4 separate regions of the Mus musculus genome follow, and regions 2, 3 and 4 are each linked to region 1. A link is a contact called in public HiChIP or PLAC-seq and promoter capture Hi-C data. All regions are on one chromosome and are shown on one strand. The core of a region is the stretch at or near the end of the contact, and the rest is flanking DNA. Distances in the headings are between cores, read along the strand shown.

What was found. Promoter capture Hi-C pulls out the DNA fragments that hold promoters and counts their contacts. HiChIP or PLAC-seq counts read pairs in DNA pulled down with a chosen protein or histone mark.
Region 2: a contact with region 1 is called in a promoter capture Hi-C map of neural stem cells. The contact joins the enhancer-like site here to the promoter of Hcrtr1 in region 1. A contact is called at or near these places in 3 of 39 promoter capture datasets (embryonic stem cells and neural stem cells), 3 of 484 Hi-C or Micro-C datasets (brown adipocytes, embryonic stem cells and palatal mesenchyme) and 2 of 9 other capture datasets (liver and macrophages).
Region 3: a promoter capture Hi-C map of embryonic stem cells shows a contact between it and region 1, with 2.5 times the contacts expected there. The contact joins the promoter of Tmem39b here to the promoter of Hcrtr1 in region 1. A contact is called at or near these places in 3 of 39 promoter capture datasets (cranial neural crest, embryonic stem cells and hippocampal neurons), 1 of 115 datasets of contacts at active chromatin or transcription factors (bone marrow-derived macrophages) and 2 of 9 other capture datasets (embryonic stem cells and liver).
Region 4: an H3K4me3 HiChIP or PLAC-seq map of bone marrow-derived macrophages shows a contact between it and region 1, with 2.2 times the contacts expected there. The contact joins the promoter of Kpna6 here to the promoter of Hcrtr1 in region 1. A contact is called at or near these places in 1 of 39 promoter capture datasets (cranial neural crest), 4 of 115 datasets of contacts at active chromatin or transcription factors (bone marrow-derived macrophages, embryonic hindbrain and large pre-B cells) and 1 of 9 other capture datasets (adipose tissue).

Annotation. Positions count from the first base shown.
Region 1 is chr4:130,137,730-130,140,429 of GRCm38.p6, forward strand. It overlaps Hcrtr1 (hypocretin (orexin) receptor 1), which reads right to left and starts at 1,433. Exons shown (of 9, transcript NM_198959.2): 1 at 1,279-1,433; 2 at 350-467.
Region 2 is chr4:130,545,680-130,548,379 of GRCm38.p6, forward strand. The region is part of intron 1 of Nkain1 (Na+/K+ transporting ATPase interacting 1); the gene reads right to left. Among named protein-coding and RNA genes, the nearest start is that of Nkain1, 27 kb to the right of the region's middle. Within about 2 kb of position 1,367, at least 75 of the 459 cell types and tissues checked have an H3K27ac peak or open chromatin away from gene starts, as enhancers often do. A contact at or near this core is called in neural stem cells, where this site is marked.
Region 3 is chr4:129,695,492-129,698,191 of GRCm38.p6, forward strand. Tmem39b (transmembrane protein 39b) reads right to left here and starts at 1,354. Exons shown (of 9, transcript NM_199305.2): 1 at 1,224-1,354. The coding sequence starts at 1,227.
Region 4 is chr4:129,671,486-129,674,185 of GRCm38.p6, forward strand. Kpna6 (karyopherin (importin) alpha 6) reads right to left here and starts at 1,282. Exons shown (of 14, transcript NM_008468.4): 1 at 1,192-1,282. The coding sequence starts at 1,195.

The sequences.
Region 1 (2,700 bases), core at 183-2,682:
CCCTCAGGTCTTTGGGGTCTCAGACCAAACTTCCTGAGGGAGAGGAGGTAGGGAAGAAAGGAAGGAGGGAAGAAAGGAGGGGAGGAAGGAAGGAAGGGAGGAAGGGAGGGAGGGAGAGAGGGAGGGAGGAAGGAAGGAAGGAAGGAAAGAAGGAAGGAAGGAAGGAAGGAAGGAAGGAAGGAAGGAAGGAAGGAAGGAAGGAAAGAAGAGGACATTAGGGACTTTGTCTACCTCCGTCTCTTTATTCTTAGTCATGGGGTGGGAATGGTGGAGCTAGGCACCTTTTACCTCCCTCCTTGAGACTCAGTTTCCCCACCCAGTGGTCCAACAGAGTATTAAAGTTACCTACCTTCCAGAGCCACGATGAAGAGTATTGAGCTCTAAGGTTTGGGAACTACTTCACCCAGAGCCTGGTACACCCAGAAGCTGGCCCTCCAGTCAGTATTCGGTATCATTATTAGCAAGCCCTGTTGTGTGGATGGAGAGACGGGAAGCTGAGAGGTTGAGTCCCTTGTTCAAGGTCACAAAGCCAATCCAGGACAGTCTGAGTCCTCCGGCCACCACAGATTTAGGAAGGAAACCCATCCCCAACGACAAATATTCTTTCTTGAGTCAGTCCTCAAGCCTTTTCCCTTGGCTGGGAAAAGGGTGCAGGGAGATATTAAAGACCTAGGTCCCGCCCACTAGACTTGCCAGATCCTCCTCAGTGAGCGTACACGCGCGGGAACGCACAGACCCGCGAAGAGGAGTGCGGGTAAGCACCTTCCTAGGAGAGACGAAAGGAGGATCCTCACGCCAAGAAACAGGCTTCTCAAGACCCCCCTTGCTAGGTCTCCTGGAGTCCCCGGGGCCGAGATGCTCCCCGACGGCCGCCAGGGGTCGCTGAGCCGGTGCGCAGGCCGCTCTCCATTCATAAATCCGGCCTGGCTCAGGCCGCTCCCTCCTCCCTTGCTCAGACCCCTTCTTCCCTTGGCTGGGTAGGGACGACCCCAGATTGGTGTTAAGAGGATGGACAGTCCTTTCGAGAGCCCTAGGGGAAGGGGCAGAGACATTGGCCTACCGATTTCCCAGCGGGACCTCCCTGCTCCTTAGGGGGTCTGGGAGGATTCCCAGAAGGGGCAGCAAGTGCGCTAAAGGGTACCTCCCGGAGGTGAGCGGAGTGGGGGGTGGCGCAGTCTTCCGGCACCCAGGTCCCCAGAGACTCCAGCCCCCTCCATCACCTGCCGATGCTCTTCTGGAATCCCCAAGTCAGTCCTGGGGGTCGCCCACGCCCCGCACCTGTTGGCTCCCGGCCCCGGGCATCCTCCGTTGCTGGAACCTGGACCTTGCTCGCGGGACTTCGCCTTGGTGCGGAACTGGAGACGCGGCGGGGTAGCCCCCTCCTGAGGCGGCGCTGTCCGCTCAGTGGCTGCGTGGTCCCGGCTCTGGTGCCCGCGGTAGCTCGGGAGGGCTAGGGAGGGCTGCGCGCCGCGGGGAGGGGAGCGGAGCGGGATGCTGGGAGGAGAGGGGAGGGAGCCCCGGCCTGTCTGCACTCGAGGTCACCCAGCTGGAGCCCCGCCTTGTACTTCACGCTTCCATCCACCTCCATTCACGCGTCCACTGGCTCATTCACATCCTTCGCACACTTACGCTCCCGCCACCCGGCATTCAGCACGCACCTGGGGTGGGGAGCGTCGAGGGGCCACAGAGCAGGGGTGGACCCCACCACTACTTGCTGCCTCACCTGACCGATTAGGGTGGTGGCACAGGTGAGTGGCATAAGGGTAAGAGGATGCCGGTGCCGCCTTCAAGCAATCTCAGGACGCGCTGGAGCAGCTGGTGTCCAGAGATGTCAGAAAGCCCTGATCTTTCCCGTTCTCCCTGCCCCAAATCCTTCTTGTTCACATTTACTTTCCCCCTCCTAAAGCACAGACATGAGGTGGAGGCAGAAGAAGGGAAGCTGGAGGCGTTCATTAACTCAATATTTACCAATCTCTGTGGCAAGCAATGAACCTGTAATACGGCCGCCATTTCCACAGGATACTCAATGCATGATCTCATTTAATCCCCGCGTCAGCCTGGGGGAGATAGTTATTACTGTCCCCATTTTACAGATAAGTCCTTGGATACACACAGCTCGGGGCTTTGCCCAAGGTCAGAGGCAGTGCTGAGGTTCGAACCTGTGTTTCACTCTCAGATCTCCCAGAGCCCCTCTAACCCCCAGTTCTGCATAGGATGTAGGCTTCCGGGGAGTAAGGCATTTCCCTATGGTGTCCACAAAGATGGGTGAGACCTAGGGAGCTGAGAGTCACAACAGAGCAGAAGAGCTCACCCAGGACTTCCTAGAACAGCAACACCTGCTCTGAAGCCGGAAGCAGGACCAAGTGGCCCTTGGGTTAACACGGAGGTGTGTGTGTGTGTGTGTGTGTGTGTGTGTGTGTGTGTGTGTGTCTTTAAGGCAGACAACAGCAGGTGCACATGATTGGATCAGGTCTCCTGGGAATCCTAGCAGGTGGGTGGGGACTTTGTCCACCTATCACCTCAAGACAGTGTCGTCCAAGCAAGGGTCCTTTCTCACACATCCCTTCCTTCCTGGGAGTTGTAACCACCATCTTCCCTTTGCAGCCAGACCCTCTTCTAAGGCACTGGAGATGCAAACAGGGGGTCTGTGAGCAGATGACTAGGACATCACCCTTCTGGGTCTGGTGACCTCTATCTACT
Region 2 (2,700 bases), core at 117-2,616, 410 kb after region 1:
AGAGCATGGAGACAGGAGACTGAAGGCTCTAAAACACATACACATCTGGAGCTGTGAGTGGTTCCTAACTAAGATATGTGTTTAAGAAAGTTAAACGCCGGGAGAGAGCAAACAGAGCTGCTGTGTATAAGTCTGATTGAAATCCCAACACAGACACAAAAGAGGGTTTTGTTTGTTTGTTTGTTTGTTTGATTTTTGGAAACAAGGCCTCTCTATGTAGCCCTGGCTGTCCTCGACTCACTCCGTAGACCAGGATGGCCTGGAACTCAGAGATCTGCCTGCCTCTGCCTCCCGAGTGCTAAGATTAAAGCTATAAAAAGCCAGGCAGGTAGCACATACCTGCAATGGAGGCACTGGGGAGGTAAAGGCAAGAGGACCACGAATTCAAGGGCAGTCTCAGTTACATATTGAATTCGAGGCCAGTCTGGGCTATATATATGGCTTTGTTTAAAACAAAACAAACAAACAAACAAACAAACAAAAAGCAAATGAACTGGGCTGGTAAGACGGCTTGTTGGGTAAAGCGGTTGCTGCCAAGCCTGATCACATGACCCTGCAAGGCCCCGAGTAAAGAGCTCAGCTCCTGTGTTGGGGACACTGCTCATGTCTTTTCTCTCCTCTAAGAACACCAGTGCCACATATCCAAGCCCAGAGAACATGGACAAGTGTGGAGTGTCCTCATACAAAGGGACAAAGCCCCCAGGACACTGACAACCTCAAGAGTTTATCTTAGTATACTTTATTAAGTATCTGCTGTGTATGTATGTATAACACACATATAACACATATATACATGTTATACATATATGTGCACACACATATATAAAAGACTTGTTTATGTATTTTGATTGCATGCACAGTTATGTGCACCACATGCATGCCTGGGGGGTTGGATCCCGTGGGACTGGTGTTACAGACACTTCTGAGCCGTCATGTGGGTGCTGGATATTGAACCCAGGCCCTCTAGAGGAGCAGCCAGTGCTCTTAAGCACAGAGCCATCTCTCCAGCCTGGTACTGCTTATATTAACCTTTGTGTCCATGTTAATCCTCATCCCAATCTCTGGAGATTGAGGCCCCAGAGCTGTGGAAGGCTGACATACGCCACTGCCAAAGAACTCGGTCGGGTTCTAGACACTCTGTGTGGCTTCCCTGCGGTACACTCTCTAAGCTCAGCGACTGAGCCTGTCCAGACGCGCCAGTATTTAGGACTCCTGCCCCTAAGAGGCCTGCTGGAGGAAGCAGGCACTCCTTTCTCACTTCAGATCTCTGTATCCAAACCTTGGACTGCCATCTGTCTGTCCTCTGGCCCTCCCGCTGTGGCCCAGTCCTCCCTCCACTTGGACTGGGTCAGGGAGGGAGCTGGAAAGCAGTTGGCCATCACCTTCCGGGTAATTAATCCTCAGAGACCAGCTTGGAGCTTCAGTGAGGCCCAGCAGGCTGATCTGGCCAGTCTGGTTCTGTCAAGAGGCAGGGTCTTGGCCTCTGTATCCATGGCAACCCCAGCCCTTCATCTCAGTGGCCACTGACCCATACCCCGTTCTCAGCTGGGGGCTTCTTGGGCCCCTTCTGGACAACTCTGCCTCACTATATCTCTGAGTTGGCAGCTCCATTAGAGCCTGCTGACTGGTAGTGATCCAATTAACATACATCTACATTAATTTGCATAAACCCTAGAACAGCCCAGGGCAGGACCGTGAGGGGAAAACCCGACCAAAAAAAAAAAAAAAAAAATCACAGTACCCCCTCCTCCTGCCCCCAACTGGGCCTGTTTCTTTATTCACCATCTGGTAAACCCTTAGAGGCCACAGGGTGAAGTAGCGCAGAGGGTTTTCAGACGTGCCTCTGTGACTCAGTTTCCTCCTCTGGAGATGGAGACAAGGCTACACACCTTGCAGTGTTGTCTAGATTCATTTCCCAACTCCAGGACTACCCAACTGTCACCTCTGTCACCCACTCTGTACCCAGGAAAGCCCCCAGAAGCCCTATAGAGCTCGCACCTGAATCTGGGGCTGCACTGCTCCCACCTCGCGTCTGGACGCCTCCCGCCTGGACCTGGACCCTCATTTCTGGGTACTGGCATGACAGATTCAAACCTGACTGCCAACTTGTGCGTTTGACTTTTTCCTGATACCTCCTATGGGCTTTGTTTCAGAAGCAGGACATTCGCTTTCCCACCCTTCCCCGGTGGAGCGAAGGGCCCTAACTCATCTCTGGTCCCAGCACCACTAACGCTGGACAGCAGGAAGCAGTTTATGATGACAGCAAGAGGCAGAAAGTGCTCTGAAGTCAGACTGCTCCAGTTAATGACACTACCTGCCCGCTATGTGAGCCTGCGTTCCTTTTCCCTATAAGCCTCAGTTTCTCCATCCTATGGCCTCCCTACTTCCTGGGGTTGCAAAATTAAATGAGTTCACTACATTAGTGTTAAGATGGTGATAGGGAGGGTTGGGGATAGCTCAGTCTATGAGGTCCTTCCTTCACAGGGATGAAGATCTAGTCTGATCCCCAGAACTTATACAGAAAGCTGAGCATCATGGCAAATGTCCACCCTTTTGGTTGTGAGACGAGCCTTTAACAGCTGAGCAATCTCTCCAGTCCAATGGTGCACACGCACAATTCGAGGGTTGAGGAGGTAGAGACAGGCAGATCCCTGGGGCTCGTGGGCTGTCCTTAACAGTGAGCCTCAAGTCCCAGTGAGA
Region 3 (2,700 bases), core at 104-2,603, 440 kb before region 1:
GTGAATTCACATTTTAAGCGACTAAGTAGCACAGAATAGCCTCAAACTCACAACCCACCTGCCTCAGTCTCCCAAATGCTAGGATGACAGGATGACAGGCATGTGCTACCAGACTGTTATTTTTACTGCCAGTTCCCTTAATCCGGTTCACTGGACCAGTTTGGTAAGATTTTCAGAGCCTGAGTCCTGAGCTGCTCAGCGCTGGTATTTGCTGGATTTTATCTGGATCTGAGTCTCCAGACGCTACAATCTGGTCAGGTTTGAGACAAGTTTTCCCTCCAGGGCCCTGAGATCTAACTCAATGACCCACGGCCTGGCCTTAACGTCAGAATGGCCTTAGAAAGAGCGCTGTGGTTGGGAATCTCAAACTTAAGATTTTACAAAACTATATTCCCTAAGCTTAGTAGTCTAGCCTAAGATCCTAGGCAGCATCCTGCACTTAGCTCCCAAACCCTTAATCGAAGTTATAACTTCCTCAACTTCCTCACAGCAACACAGTAGCCTCCATTCATACACACGGTGCCCAAGCTTTCCTATCTCTGAAGGTTTTCTGACAGCTCTTCACAATATGCATGTCCAGAAAGCTGACTTCAAGCCCCAAACCGGAAGCTTTGTTCACACGCTGTTATATTTGGTTTGGTTTAGAACCCCCCCCCCCAACACACACCCTCAGCCCAGGAACTCTGCCCACACCCACTATCTTTTAGAAGCTCGGCACCCACATAAAGCCCCTAGCCCAGAAACCCCGCCCACACACAACTGTCAACCCCAAGACCCCGCCCACAAGCCGGGCAATGCTCTCTAGGACTGGAAGCTTGAATCGGAATGGACTCCCTTGGTGGGCTAGGTGTCCCTGCGGCCCCACCGCTCTCAGTGTAAACCCCTATAGTCCAGAAAATTCTCTCCCCCACCGGCAATCACAAAAGGCGAACCCTAAGCTCTCAGCCCCTCCCACCAGAGTGCCCGGCCCCCATCTGCAGACAGGAGAATTGTGTGCCCCAAAGAAAGCCTGAGCCCCTCCGAGCCCCTCTCCCTTTTGGAAGCTCCGCCTACCAAGCGGTGACCCGCCCCCTCAGGACCGGAGGGGCGGGGTCCCGCCTGCGCCGCGTCCCTTCCCCTCCCCCTCCCCCTGCCCGCGACTCCGGTCCGCGTGGGGAGGCAGTTCGCAGCCAGGCTCCCCGCTATCCCGCGACCCCCGAACGAGCCCAGCCAGCTCTGCTCACCCATCTCCTTCCCCCGGCGCTCTCCGCTCACCGCCGCAGCTCCTGCGGGCAATATGTCGGAGGCGACGGCGGCCGAGAGAGGACTAACCGCCGCAGCCCGGGCCGGGTATCAGCCGCACGCTCCCTCCGGCTGCTCAATTTGCATGCTAGGCGGGCTGGGAGTCGGGAGCGCGCTTCTTAAAGGGGCCGTTTGGACAAAAGCTGTGCTAACGCTCTTTGTCTTGCCTTTCCCCACGCCTTTCCCGCAGCTGCTGCTCAAGAGATTCTGGAGCGGGCGAACCCACCTCCCGTGTTTCTTCACCCTGTTCTGACTTAGAGGAGGACACCAGAGCGGCCTTTTGCCTCTAGTGAAGTCCTGTTTTTGTACAACACAGTCACCTCATACTCAGCGAGTCCCAAACTGGGCTTTCAGAACTCTTAGGCTTTAGTGTGCTTTGGCCCACCCCAGTCAAAATCTACGAGTCACTTCCCCTTTCCTCCAAAACTCTATATCCAATTTTTGGCCTCATCTTGATGACCCTAAACTCTATCCATTTCTCATGTTTGATTCTCATGTTCTCCACTGTTGATTTCACTGCCACCACCTTAGCTAAGAACCTGTGCCTGCCATTTTCAAATTTCGAAATAGTGTTAATGGGTATTAATAATAACCGCCTATTAGGGTTCTTAACATTTTAGAATTTGGTGTGCCGGAGAGAGGGAGGGATGCGCAGAGCAGTGGACTTGGGAAGACAACTGGTAGTAGTACTGGTTCTTCTACCATGTAGCCTAACACGTAGGCTATCGGGCTTGGCTACAAGAACCTTTACTTGCTGAGATATCTCGCCAGCCCTTTGATTTTGGTTTTTAAGACAGAGCCTCTGGTAGCCTGGGCTGTCCTTGAATTTGCTATGGATTAGAGGATGTCCTTGAATTTCTGATCCTGCTTCATAGTGTCGGAATTATTACTCTCACTATGACAGATTTATTCAGGGATGGAAATCAAACCTAATGCAAGCACAAATTATCTTGTAGGCATGGAAGATTAAATGAGACAATCCATGTAGTACCTGTTTTAATCAGTGTTAGCCATCATGTTTGGCAAACACTTAACAGAGGAAGCAAGTAGCTACTGTTATTGTTAGTGTAATTTCTTCCCTTGCAAGACTAATAAGCAGTCTATGGGGGTGAGGGTAGGAGATTAAAATTAGGGCCTCATACAGGCTAGGCAAGTGTTCTATCATTCAGTTATATTCTCAGCCTCATAAGCAATCTTTATATTATTGTTAAGTTTTTTTTTAATTTTATGTGAGTACACTGTAGCTGTAAAGATGGTTGTGAGCCTTCAAGTGGTTGTTGGGAATTGAATTTTTAGGACCTGTGCTCGCACCAGTCAACCCCCCTCACTGGGGCCCAAAGATTTATTATTATATATAAGTACACTGTAGCTGACTTCAGACACACCAGGAGAGGGCGTCAGATCTCATTACAGGTGGTT
Region 4 (2,700 bases), core at 32-2,531, 470 kb before region 1:
ATGCACTACTCTTTACAATAGGCGGAGGTCAGCAATTCACTCTAAACTTTTCCACTTTCATTCAGACTAAAGATTTCAAACTGGACCCATATCAAAACACAACTTCCCAACTTTACGCAGGGTTAAAACTGTCCCCCCTCTCTCTCATCCCACCACTAGAGGGCCAGCCCATAAAAGGCACCAGTTAATTCCTAGGGCTCTGGAGTGATCACCCTGGTTTAATCACCGCGTGACCTTGGATAAGTTACTTTACCACTCTAAGCCTCAGTTTCCCCATCTGCAAAACAGGAATAACAGCAGCACCTATCCCACTAGATTGCAATTAGGTTAAACAAGACACGTTAAGCACTGACAATAACGTCTGCACGTACAGATTGGCAAATTTAAAGTTTTTCACTTTACTGATGCCAACAAATTACCAATACTGGTTTCACTTCTGAATTCGAAGACCATCATCGTATTCTTTTGAGCAACGGCTTTCGTATCCGGAATGCTCTTTAAAAAAGATCAACAGGTCTCTCTTTTTCTCCTAACCAGAGTTGGCCCAGAAACAGTAAGTCCCTGACCTGTCTGTGCCAAGAAGTCTTGGCTTTGGTCTCTCTACCACTGCGAAGGCTGTCACTGAGTCTAGCCGAACCACCCCATTCCTGCGCCGACTGGGACATTTTCCTGGCCTTCAAAGGCCCAAGCTCTGCTGGACCCGGCCGGCCCTTGGTTACCGGGCCGGAGCTGGCCTGCCCTGGGTCTCCTCTCCAGAGGACTCTACCCTCTACGTAGGCAGCTAGGACTTCACTTGGTTCAGAAGCCCGGCGTCCAAAAGCCCGAGGAAGCAGGCTCTCCGCGGCCAGGCCTGCTGCTGGAGCCCGGAGCCCGGCCCCCGGATCCACGGCAGGCGCAGGGCGAGAGGGCAGGGCTCTGCTTACCCCGGGAAGCGCGAGCTCTGACCCGAGGCCACCACGTGGGGACAGCCCAGGACGCTAGCAGTGCGGAACAAGCCCCCAGGGCTGCTCCCCGTGCGGGCGGCCCTACGCCAGCCCTAAACTGGCCCGAGGGGCGCTCCCGATCTGCCTTCTCCTCCCATGCCTCTCTGGATGCTTCCGACATCTGCTTCGGACGAGAGACAGGCCCTCGCCAGACCCCGCTCCCCGACACCTCGGCCCGAACACCCATCTCCTGAGCCGCTTCACTCACCCATCGCGGCTCCGCTCGCTCGGACTTGGCGGCGGCCGCAGCGGTAGCTTCAGCGGTAGCCTCGGCAGACAATATGGCGGACCTGCAGGACGGCGGCCTGACGGGGACAAACGTTTTATACCGTGCTAAAACGCGTTCTTAACCCTCACGCCCCCTTCCCTCCAAGGGATATCAGGATAGGGGCGGGCTTAAAGAGAACGCAGCCACTAAAGATGGCAATTAGGGATGGAATAGACAGCCGAGGCTGGAGGGAGACTAGAAGGAATATGTACAAAACAAAGTGTGTCAAACTCTCTGCCTCTGCTTCTGTCTCCCAAGTGCTGGAATTAAAGGCGTGCGCCACCACCGCCCGGTTGCCACAAGCACTTTAAACCACTGGGCCATCTCTCTGGTCCTTGCTGTCTGTGGTTTTAAAGGCAGAAGGGGCAGAACGATTGGACCTGGAGATCCAATCTCTTTCTGTTTTTATTTCTTCTTTATGGCGAGACCTTCTTTCCCAAAAATTCTTCATAATTAAGCCTGTATAGACCCTGAACTAAATAATTATTTTGAGAGAGGAAGTGATTCGTTCAAGGCTCCGGAGATAAGGAAAAGGAGTGGAGATTAAGCTGGGGTTTGAATATTGTTTTTGTTCATTTGAGACAGGATCTTTACTATGTATCTCTGGCTGGCCTGGACCTTTATAAATCAGAAAGACTTCAAACTCACAGCGATCCACCTATCTGCCTCCCAAGTGCTGAGGTAAAAGGCTCCCAGACCAGTTGTTTGTTTACGGGAGGCAGGGTTTCAGATATCCTAGACTTGAACTCTAGATTCTCCTTCTTCCACCTCCCCTCTGCTGAGGTTACAGGTGTGCGCTATCACACTAGAGGGAGTTTGTTTCTCCAGCAAAAGGGTGTGGTGGGGTAGGGGCAGAGCCCAGTAACCTTTTAATGACAGGGTCAGTTCTATATTGCTGACTAGTATGACCACCACCTTCCAGTGTCTGACTTATAGCTATTGAATGAATAAATGAACAAATAAACAAGCAAACAAATAAATAACAGGTCAATGAGCTCCCTTTTTTAGTGATGAGGACCTTGAAGCACGTGCCTTTTGAATCAAGGAATTTGGGGCTGATGCTTATTAACCTCCTTATTTTGCATGATAGCATTCCAGTCTTCCACATCAACACACAGAGCCGGGGTTACGTCCAATCTTGCCAATTCTAACCAAATGCCTGGCCGATAAAGTGAAACAACTCAAAAGTCAAATTCTATGACTTGAGGAAAAGGAATACTGTTATCACAATAATCAACCTCCTTATCTCACTTATCTCCAAAATCGTTCTGCCCCATCTGTCTTTAAAACCAGAGACAGCGGGGCTGGTGAGATGGCTCAGGGGGTAAGAGCACTAACTACTCTTCAAGAGGTCCTGAGTTCAAATCCCAGCAACCACATGGTGGCTCACAACCATCCGTAGTAACATATGATGCTCTCTTCTGGTGTCTAAAGCTACAATGTACTTAC